2 separate regions of the Anser cygnoides genome follow, and region 1 is linked to region 2. A link is a contact called in public Hi-C data. All regions are on one chromosome and are shown on one strand. The core of a region is the stretch at or near the end of the contact, and the rest is flanking DNA. Distances in the headings are between cores, read along the strand shown.

What was found. A called contact is a pair of places that touch in the nucleus more often than the background predicts.
Region 1: a Hi-C map of liver shows a contact between it and region 2, with 2.7 times the contacts expected there. The contact joins the promoter of ST8SIA1 here to the enhancer-like site in region 2. A contact is called at or near these places in 2 of 7 Hi-C or Micro-C datasets (granulosa cells and liver).

The regions. Positions count from the first base shown.
Region 1 is chr1:78,005,500-78,009,481 of Taihu_goose_T2T_genome, reverse strand. It overlaps ST8SIA1 (ST8 alpha-N-acetyl-neuraminide alpha-2,8-sialyltransferase 1), which reads left to right and starts at 1,313. Exons shown (of 6, transcript XM_048053923.2): 1 at 1,313-1,796. The coding sequence starts at 1,546.
Region 2 is chr1:77,839,948-77,844,047 of Taihu_goose_T2T_genome, reverse strand. No RefSeq gene overlaps it. Among named protein-coding and RNA genes, the nearest start is that of CMAS, 120 kb to the right of the region's middle. Within about 2 kb of position 1,322, at least 1 of the 3 cell types and tissues checked has open chromatin away from gene starts, as enhancers often do.

The sequences.
Region 1 (3,982 bases), core at 64-2,563, 170 kb before region 2:
AAATCCTTTATTAAAAGAAATGATCCCTCCCTACACTACTTAAGGAGGGACTACGTTACCAAAGAAACTAGCAAATAACTGCATCTATTTCATTTCTACTTACTTCATTGCATCCAGTTTGGACGGTCAAAGAATAAGCCATTTCTACTTTCTTTTTGTTCCTTTTTCCACTTTCTGGTTTCCCAAGTGACATCAAGACTCAGGTTTGTCTCTCTTCTCAGCTAAAGGTGAGCAACGAGGCAGAATTTAATTTGGAGTTCATGGTTTTGCACATTTACACAAAAATGCACAGTTTTGCACATTTTAATAATTTTTACTTTTGATAAGTCTAGCTAACTACATTTTGAATAAGTCTCCCTAAAGATCATAGAATCATAAAGGCTGGAAAAGACTCCAAGATCACCCAGTCCAACCATTACGCTACTACCAATATCACCCACTAAACCATGTCCCCTAAGCACCCAGTCCAACCTTTCCTTGAACACCCCCAGGGACAGATTGATTAGTTCTGTTTGTTTTTAGTAGAGTTGATTGGACAGTTTTATGTTACTGTTGGTAAATAGCTTCCTCACCAAAAATACAAGTTTACTTAGGGAGGATGTAAACATCTGTTCTACTTGGAACATATTTGTCAGGTGTTGGCCAGGAACACATTGCTCGATTTCTTTTCCCATTTGGTCTGAAGAGTGCAGCTCTAATGCTCTAGACAGCTCTGCTGTGTAAGGTGTGAATGAAAACAATATTTGTTACGCAGTAATAGGTCTCGGACATGAGAGGCTGTAAATGTCCTCTCGCATCCTTGGATCTCCCAAGTTACAAGTAGCTGTGGGTACACACGGACGTAACGGCGCTGTCAGTCGGAGCCCGCTCCCCTCTTACACGGGCCACTCCCTGTCAGGTTCTCGAGTCATCCAGCACCCCCCAGCCTTTCCAGGCTCAGCTCTGGCGGGCCACTTCTTCCCTCCCAGCTGCAGCCCCGAGCCGGGGGCTGCTCCTCGCCAGCTGGCTCCCGGTGGCAGCCACGAGGCGGTGGCTCGGGCTGGCTCCGCGGGCGAGAAGATGGCCGCCAGGGCGCGCTGCGGCGCCGGCCCCCGGCGGGAGCGCCGCTGCCGGGCGGTGCGGCGGCTCCCGGGGAGGAGGCCGGGACTGCGGGGGGCTCGGCGGCGGCTCCTCGGCCCCGCGCAGGGGCCGGGAGGTGCCTCGGCCCCGGTGCGAGCGGAAGGAAGCCCCGGCGCGGGGCTAAGCCCGCACAGGCTGAGCGAGAGAAGGGGCCGGGGTGGAAATTTACTGGGGCGGCCCGCAGCGGAGAGCGGGGCGGGGAGGCGGAGGGAGGGGAGCATCGCCTCGCCTCGCCTGGCGGGCAGAGCGAGGGACCAAATGCCTGTGAGGAAGGGGGCAGCAGCCACCGCCGAGAGAGGAGCCAACCGCGGCGCAGCCCCCGGGAGGAGCCCGGCCGGGCTGCGATGGCCGCGGGCAGCGGGCGCCGGGCCGGGCCGCCGGGCATAGGGCGGCGAGGCTGGGCGGCCCCCGCACGGCGAGGGCCTGATGCAGGAGCTGCAGCCCGGCGCCGCGGCGGCGCTGCGGGCGGAGGAGGAGGAGGATGGCGGGGCTGGCGTGGAAGTGGCCGCGCACCCGCCTGCCCGTAGGGGCCAGCGCCCTGGGCGTCTTCGTCCTCTGCTGGCTCTACGTCTTCCCCGTCTACCGGCTGCCCGACGAGAAGCGAGATCGTGCAGGGGGTGCTGCTGCAGCAGGGGCAAAGCGTGGAGGAGGAACCACACTGCGGTCGCCGGCTTCAGGTACCGCCGGCTCAAGGGCGGCCGGGGACGGGCACCCTCACCGCCCCAAACTTTGCGCTGCCAGCCCCGTCCCTCCGCTGCTGCCGCCCCCAGCCCGGTCCCGACCCTTTCTGCTCTGCCAAACTTTTGTGGGGCTCGTCCTGGGCCGAGCAGGCAAAGGGCCGGAGTGCAGCCGGGTGCTCCTGCGGCAGGGAGGGCTTTCTGGGCGCCCCTGGCCTGAAAGGGGTGCGGAAGAGATTTGCCTTCCGCTGAAGCCCGCTCGAGCGGCTGGGTGAAATGCAGACAGCTGCGGGGTCTCCCTTCCCCTCCAGGTGGGAAGCTGGGTTTTCTCCTTGTCCTCTAAGCAGCAGATGAAAGATCAGAGTCAGTGGTAACCGGGCTGCCTGCAAAAAGACTCCCTTTCTTTAGTAAATGCCACAGTGAATCAGATCCCAGTTCCTAGGGGCTTCTGTTCTGGCGTACAGCTTTATTTGGTGTTCTTCTTTGTTTTGTGAATGCAGCTCAACTTGTGTTTGCCGTGAACTGGAGCTGGCATGTGATTGCTTACTATCTTGTCTGCTGGGATAGCAGAAACTTTGCAGTTCTTCAAAAGCACACCCTTCAGCACCTGGAGCTTGCAGGAAATATAAGCAATGAGAGATGATAAATGGGCTTGTGTTAATAGAATCTAGGCCTGAAAGAAGTCCTCCCTTTAATACAGAGCTAACAATGAGGTTCTGATGTAGAATCCTTGTTCTAGAGCACAGGATATAAAACTGGAATAAACTGGGTTGGTCTCCTCAGTTATTAATTTATCTTAATTCTTTTGTGCCACAGATTTACATTTTTTAGGTAGATTAATCATTTTTTTAAAAAAATTAACCTGATAGGTGATATAGGAGAGAGCTTGATGCATTATTTCTCATGTTTGTAAGCCAAATGTTGCTTTGAAGGGTGACACAGCTGCTGCAACTTCAGTTTAAAAAATATTTTTTAGTCTATTTCAGCCACATGGTTTACAAACACAAACTCTGTGTGGCTTCTCAACTATTCCACCTGCCCAGATATTTTTCCACTGTCTAAGCGTAGTGGTTATCTCAAGGATGCTTACAGAAGAGAATATCTTGCAATAAAGTGAGCTGTGGTTTCTCGTCTGTGTCTTGCTCAGTTGGTGCAGTGCTAAATACAATTAACTTTAAATCAATCTGCTTTAGGAATTAATGCTTTTTTAAAGGAAATTTTCACTGGAGATATGTAGTGAATATACCAAAATAGTCAAACAATAGTGATGTAGAACTCTGAATTCTTGCTGAGTAGATTTGCTGCTCTTAACATTGGTAGAAAGCTATGAAATTAAAGTCCTTGTCAGGTAAACTTCTCTATATTGTAATACCATCAACAGAAACAATGATGTTCTTTGCTACCATTCTTTTCTTTTTATGTAAGAGCATTGTAAAGCTCCAAGTTTCAGTTTGTACTGGAAACTCTCTATGAATGCAGGTCTCTGTTTTAAGTGGTGAGCAGGTATAGAGCTTTGTAGACAACCTCTGTGCGGACTTTGAAGTAATACTGCCTTCCATAATAGCCTAATATTGGGTGGGTTTCCATAAGATAGTATCCTTATTTAAGAAGGACATGGATTGCTATTCTCTCTAGCGCTCCTGCACACAGGAGGTTGTGAAACAATTTTGGCTGTGCACAGTTCTGAAGAACAAATCTGTACTTCTGCTAAAAATCTGTATGAGGAAGTACAAGATTTTCCATTACTGTGCTTGCATATATTTCTTTGTATAATACTATATTGTATAACATGGTACATTATAAGTGTTCAAATAGCCAGGTTCTTGCTACGTAGTGAAAATATCTGACACCTCTGCATCTCTCTTCCTATAAACTCACTTGGCTCCTATTGTTGAAGTAGATGATGGTTGTCCCCAGGTAGTTAACTTTATCAAAATATATTTTTCAAAACTAGGGAGTGCTGTTCCCTTTGCATTATGTGCCTGATTCAAAGAGCTCTTCAGTGAGTAGCTTAGCAAGGTCAGAGAAAGCACCTCTGCTGATGTGGGCTGAACCCTGGCAGATGAGTGCCAGCAACTCCTTAATCTCCACAGTGGCTCCTTCCTCCTTCAGAAACCCTATAAAAAGGTCTAACTGATGTATGCTCGTGTTTATGCAGGTATATGCGCTGTCCGGGTGCTTGTGGG
Region 2 (4,100 bases), core at 73-2,572:
ATGGAGGTGGTCACCTAGTGACTGGCTTGGAAATGTCAAACAGTTGAGAACAACACATTTCAGTTTTGCTGAAATATTTTTTTTTTTGCAAAAAGAAAAATGAGGTGTAGCAGGATGTCTTATTCCCATGAGGAGCTCAAGAGAAAATCAGTGGAAATCTTTTTTTGCTTGATTTTAACTAGCTTTGAAAGAGTGAAGGAGGACCTATACTCATTTTCTCTCTTAAAGTCACCCTCCTGCAAAGCTGATGTCATCTGTCTCAATCTATCTGTAATTTAGCCTGCAGCTCATTTTTTATGTAGATAGATACAGCCTCTTTCATTTTTTGATTTACTATTTTCTTCTCTCTCCTTTTTTTAAAAAAAAAATAGTTGTTGTTTGTATCCACTTCAATCATAGCTTACCATTTAAAACAATTTTTTTCTCTTCTTTAAAAAAAAAAAAACAAAAAACAAACAACCAAAACAAAACAGAAAAACAACAGAATGACAGCTGTGGCATGCTGGTCTGAAGGCCGCAGGGAAGCAGAGGTCCTCAGCCCTGCTGCCGAGGTTGCAAACTCATGCTGCTGGCACCCAACATGGGGTAGGCAGCTGCTTGCTGGGGTCTCTAGTTCAGCTGGTAGCAGCTCTCCAGAAACTGCACCTGGTGGTGATGCCTTTGGGTTAGCACAATCTTGTGGCTGTCAGTCTTACCAATTATGCTTAACTGGTGAAGGTACGGAGCTGCACAGGAGGCCATGGATGCAGCAACGTGATCCAGATTTTGAACTAGAAACAGTTGATCCCATATTTTCTCATACTAACAGGTTGCCTTCTACAACTCTTCCACCATGCCTGGTTTTTAGGCTCCGAGTTATTTCTGATACTATGCATGTCCCAATTCATCCGGTGCAATTATTTCTCTCACTTCACTTTTCAAATGTTTTCGGTTTACTACTGTGCTTTTTCATTTACTTTTCCTGTATTTAATGCTTTCCAACACAAATATCTTATTAATTTTTATTTTATTTATCTAAGGATTTTTTTGGTCATTCATATTCCTATTTTATTTATCTCAATTTACATTAAGACCATTTTCCTGTTTGCAACATCCATATATTTGTAGCTTACCATGACTAGTCTGCTGTGAGTAGTACTAGAATGATTTATTTTGTGACCAGAACTGCAATTTGCCTCCTTCCAGTTCCTAAATTAGCTGCCATCTTTAATAAAGTCAAATATTTTACAGCACAAAAATAAAACATCTTCACATCTATTCACCTCTGGGTTATCCTCAGTCATTTCCCTGCAGCTGCTTTCCTGGCCGTGGAGCTCCCAAGGAAACACTGCCCCCCGATGTTGCAGACAGGACGAGTTTTGCTAGTCCAAATCCAAACTCGGCAGTTGTGCTCAGCCAGAATTTTTTTTTTTTTTTGGCTGTTTGGAGCACAGATGTTGAAACTGCCTGGGCATTTTCCAAAGCTGGCTCCTGCCGTGTGGCAGCCGACATTACCCTCACTGGAGCATAGGCAGAGCAGTGAAGATCTCCAGGGAGAAAACTGCTTTCTGGGGAGCACCTGTCCACATCAGCATCCTCTGCCAGTGAGAAGCACCTTACATGGGACTGGAGCAGGAGCAGAAAGAGGTGAACCGGAGCAGCCCTTCACTGCTCTCATCACATCCTTAAATGCAGCCATGCGACTGACAGGGATTTTTCTTCCTTTCAAAGGGCAATTAAGCCTTTGTTCTTTTGTTCTTGCTCATGTTAGCCTGGTAGAAGTGGAGAAAATAGTAGCAAAACAGTTATTTTTCTGTATATTCATTACATTCTCATGAAATCAAAGCTACTCACAGGCCCGAACTGCCTGTAGGTTACTGCAGGCTATTGCAAGGTTATTGTGCTCAGACTGACACCCTATCTCAGTATACAGCTCTCTCATGGGAGCAGTGCAACAGCACCTACACAGAGGTGCCTTTCTGCAGCACTTACTTAGAGAGTACTCCCCTCTAAAAGGTAGAGCTGAGAACGTGGGAGTGGACATTGAGCAGCCTCACGAAGAAAGTGGGAATTAAGGATCCCAGGGCTGCTTGATGGGGTTCCTGTGAATGTGAGTTCAATGCCATCCTCATGATGTATGTGTGTGGTAAGCATACCATCCTGGGAAAGAGGAGTTGTCTTTACTTGGATAGCATGCCTTACTCAGGGAAACATACTTTTATATATCCTAGTGCCTCCACAGGAGAAGGTGCTGCTTCTGGAAGAGCTGGTGGCCCTTGTGGTACTCCATCTGCGCTGTATTTCAGGGGCTGCTTAGTGCTTCAGAACAATTTAGAATGGAAAGTCATTATTGTTTTCCAGGCATTACTGGGAAGATGAGAGAAGCACCTGGTTCTTACTATATAACAAACAGGGATACATACTGCAGGCTGGGTGCCATAATTTCACACGCTTTGCTCTGCAGCTGAGAGACATCTTTTAATAGAATACATTTTTACAGCTCCCTGGAGTCCTGCTGTTCACTTCTTCGATTTGTTTTTGTCTCTCATTTCTCTCTCTTTTTCTTTTAATGTCTCAAGACCTACTTAAAAGAGAGAGGAGTTTTTGTTGGTTTCCTTTCTAAAACAAGCTGACAATCCTGTATACCAAGACATTCTCCTGCACAGGTGCTCTTACTCTTTAAGTCTCTTTTGGTTCATTATGTGTTGTTTGGGAGGAGGTCTGAAATAAGGTATGATAATCCCCTGACTCTCATCCCACAATACAGGTGTTGACACTGAGGCATTCACCAGCACATGTAGCCCACCCCTACTGGCAATGTTTTTCTGGGCTATCCAATGTCTGGGGTCCCTTTTCCTCCATTGTGCAGCAGTGTACAATGAAATAATTCCTGTAGCCATTCCAGGTGGCATTTTCAAGCCTTAGATTGTGTTCTGCAGGGAGGTGGGATCTTCCCCTCTCCTGTCACTGATGTTGAAAGTCTCTGTCTTGCATGTTTCTGCATGGCTAAACTAGCAGGCCCCTCTGCACACAAGCAAGGCCAGCCAACCCCAACATCCCTGCCTGTTTCTGCACTCCTTGGACAGAGGTAATTTTTGATTTGGCAAAGCATTAAATTTTCTAACTTAGAAATCTGTGAAGAAATTGGAGTGTCAGCAGGTAATTTTATAGCTCTTGGGTTTCTTTCTGTAGCTGTAAATAGCAGAAGAGGCAGACCAAGATTTGTCCCCTCTGAGGATTCTGAATGCTCAAGTGATAAAAGTCAAGGCTGTAAATCCTACCTGTATGTGTTATCAGCTAATACTGAAAAACAGATTAAACCAGTATGTTATAATTAAAACAGAAATCTAACAAGCAGAGCCCTGTGGACAAAATGTGGTATTGTACATTGACTAGGAATGCCTGCAGAAATTTTTACTTTTTATAACTTCAGTGACAGGATGACTTGTGAGTGATATTTATTAAAATAGTGATCTTCTAGATGCTCTGTCTCAGAACAATAAATCAACCAGTGTATCAATCTAACACATTTTTGAGAATTGACTGACAAGTTAAGAACTTGGGTACCTTCCTTTCCCTATAATGGAGAAATAAATATTCAGAGAGGTCTTGAAAAGGCTTGACTAATTTTAATGTATCGAACCAATTGCTTTTAGAGGTCACCTCCTCTGCATATGAAAACAGTTGGACTGTGCCACTGTGTTCATTTGACACATCATCTGTATCGTTTTCCTTTCGTGCCTGTAAACAGGAAAGTACCAAAAGCGCTGACCTGAGAGATGACAGTATCTGACGACCAAAGAGCAAGAACACGGCAGGCCCACACGGCCCTTTGAGGGAGGGGAGGCCGCTGTGGGGAAGAACAGCATCAGGAGGACCACAAGCAGCCCTTGTGCACACAGGAAACATGGTGGCCATGTAAATCTTAGGCATGATCCCTGTTGACTGCTCACCTACATCAGCTAGGAGCTGATGTCATGATCCTTCCTCGCCCTCCCCTGCACCCTAACCCTCACTGAGAGCTTTTCCCAAAGAGAAGACAAATCTCCTGACTAAATCCCACAAACCTTATTAGGATGAATGTTACTAATGTGTTACTAATGAGAAAATTATCCAGAGAA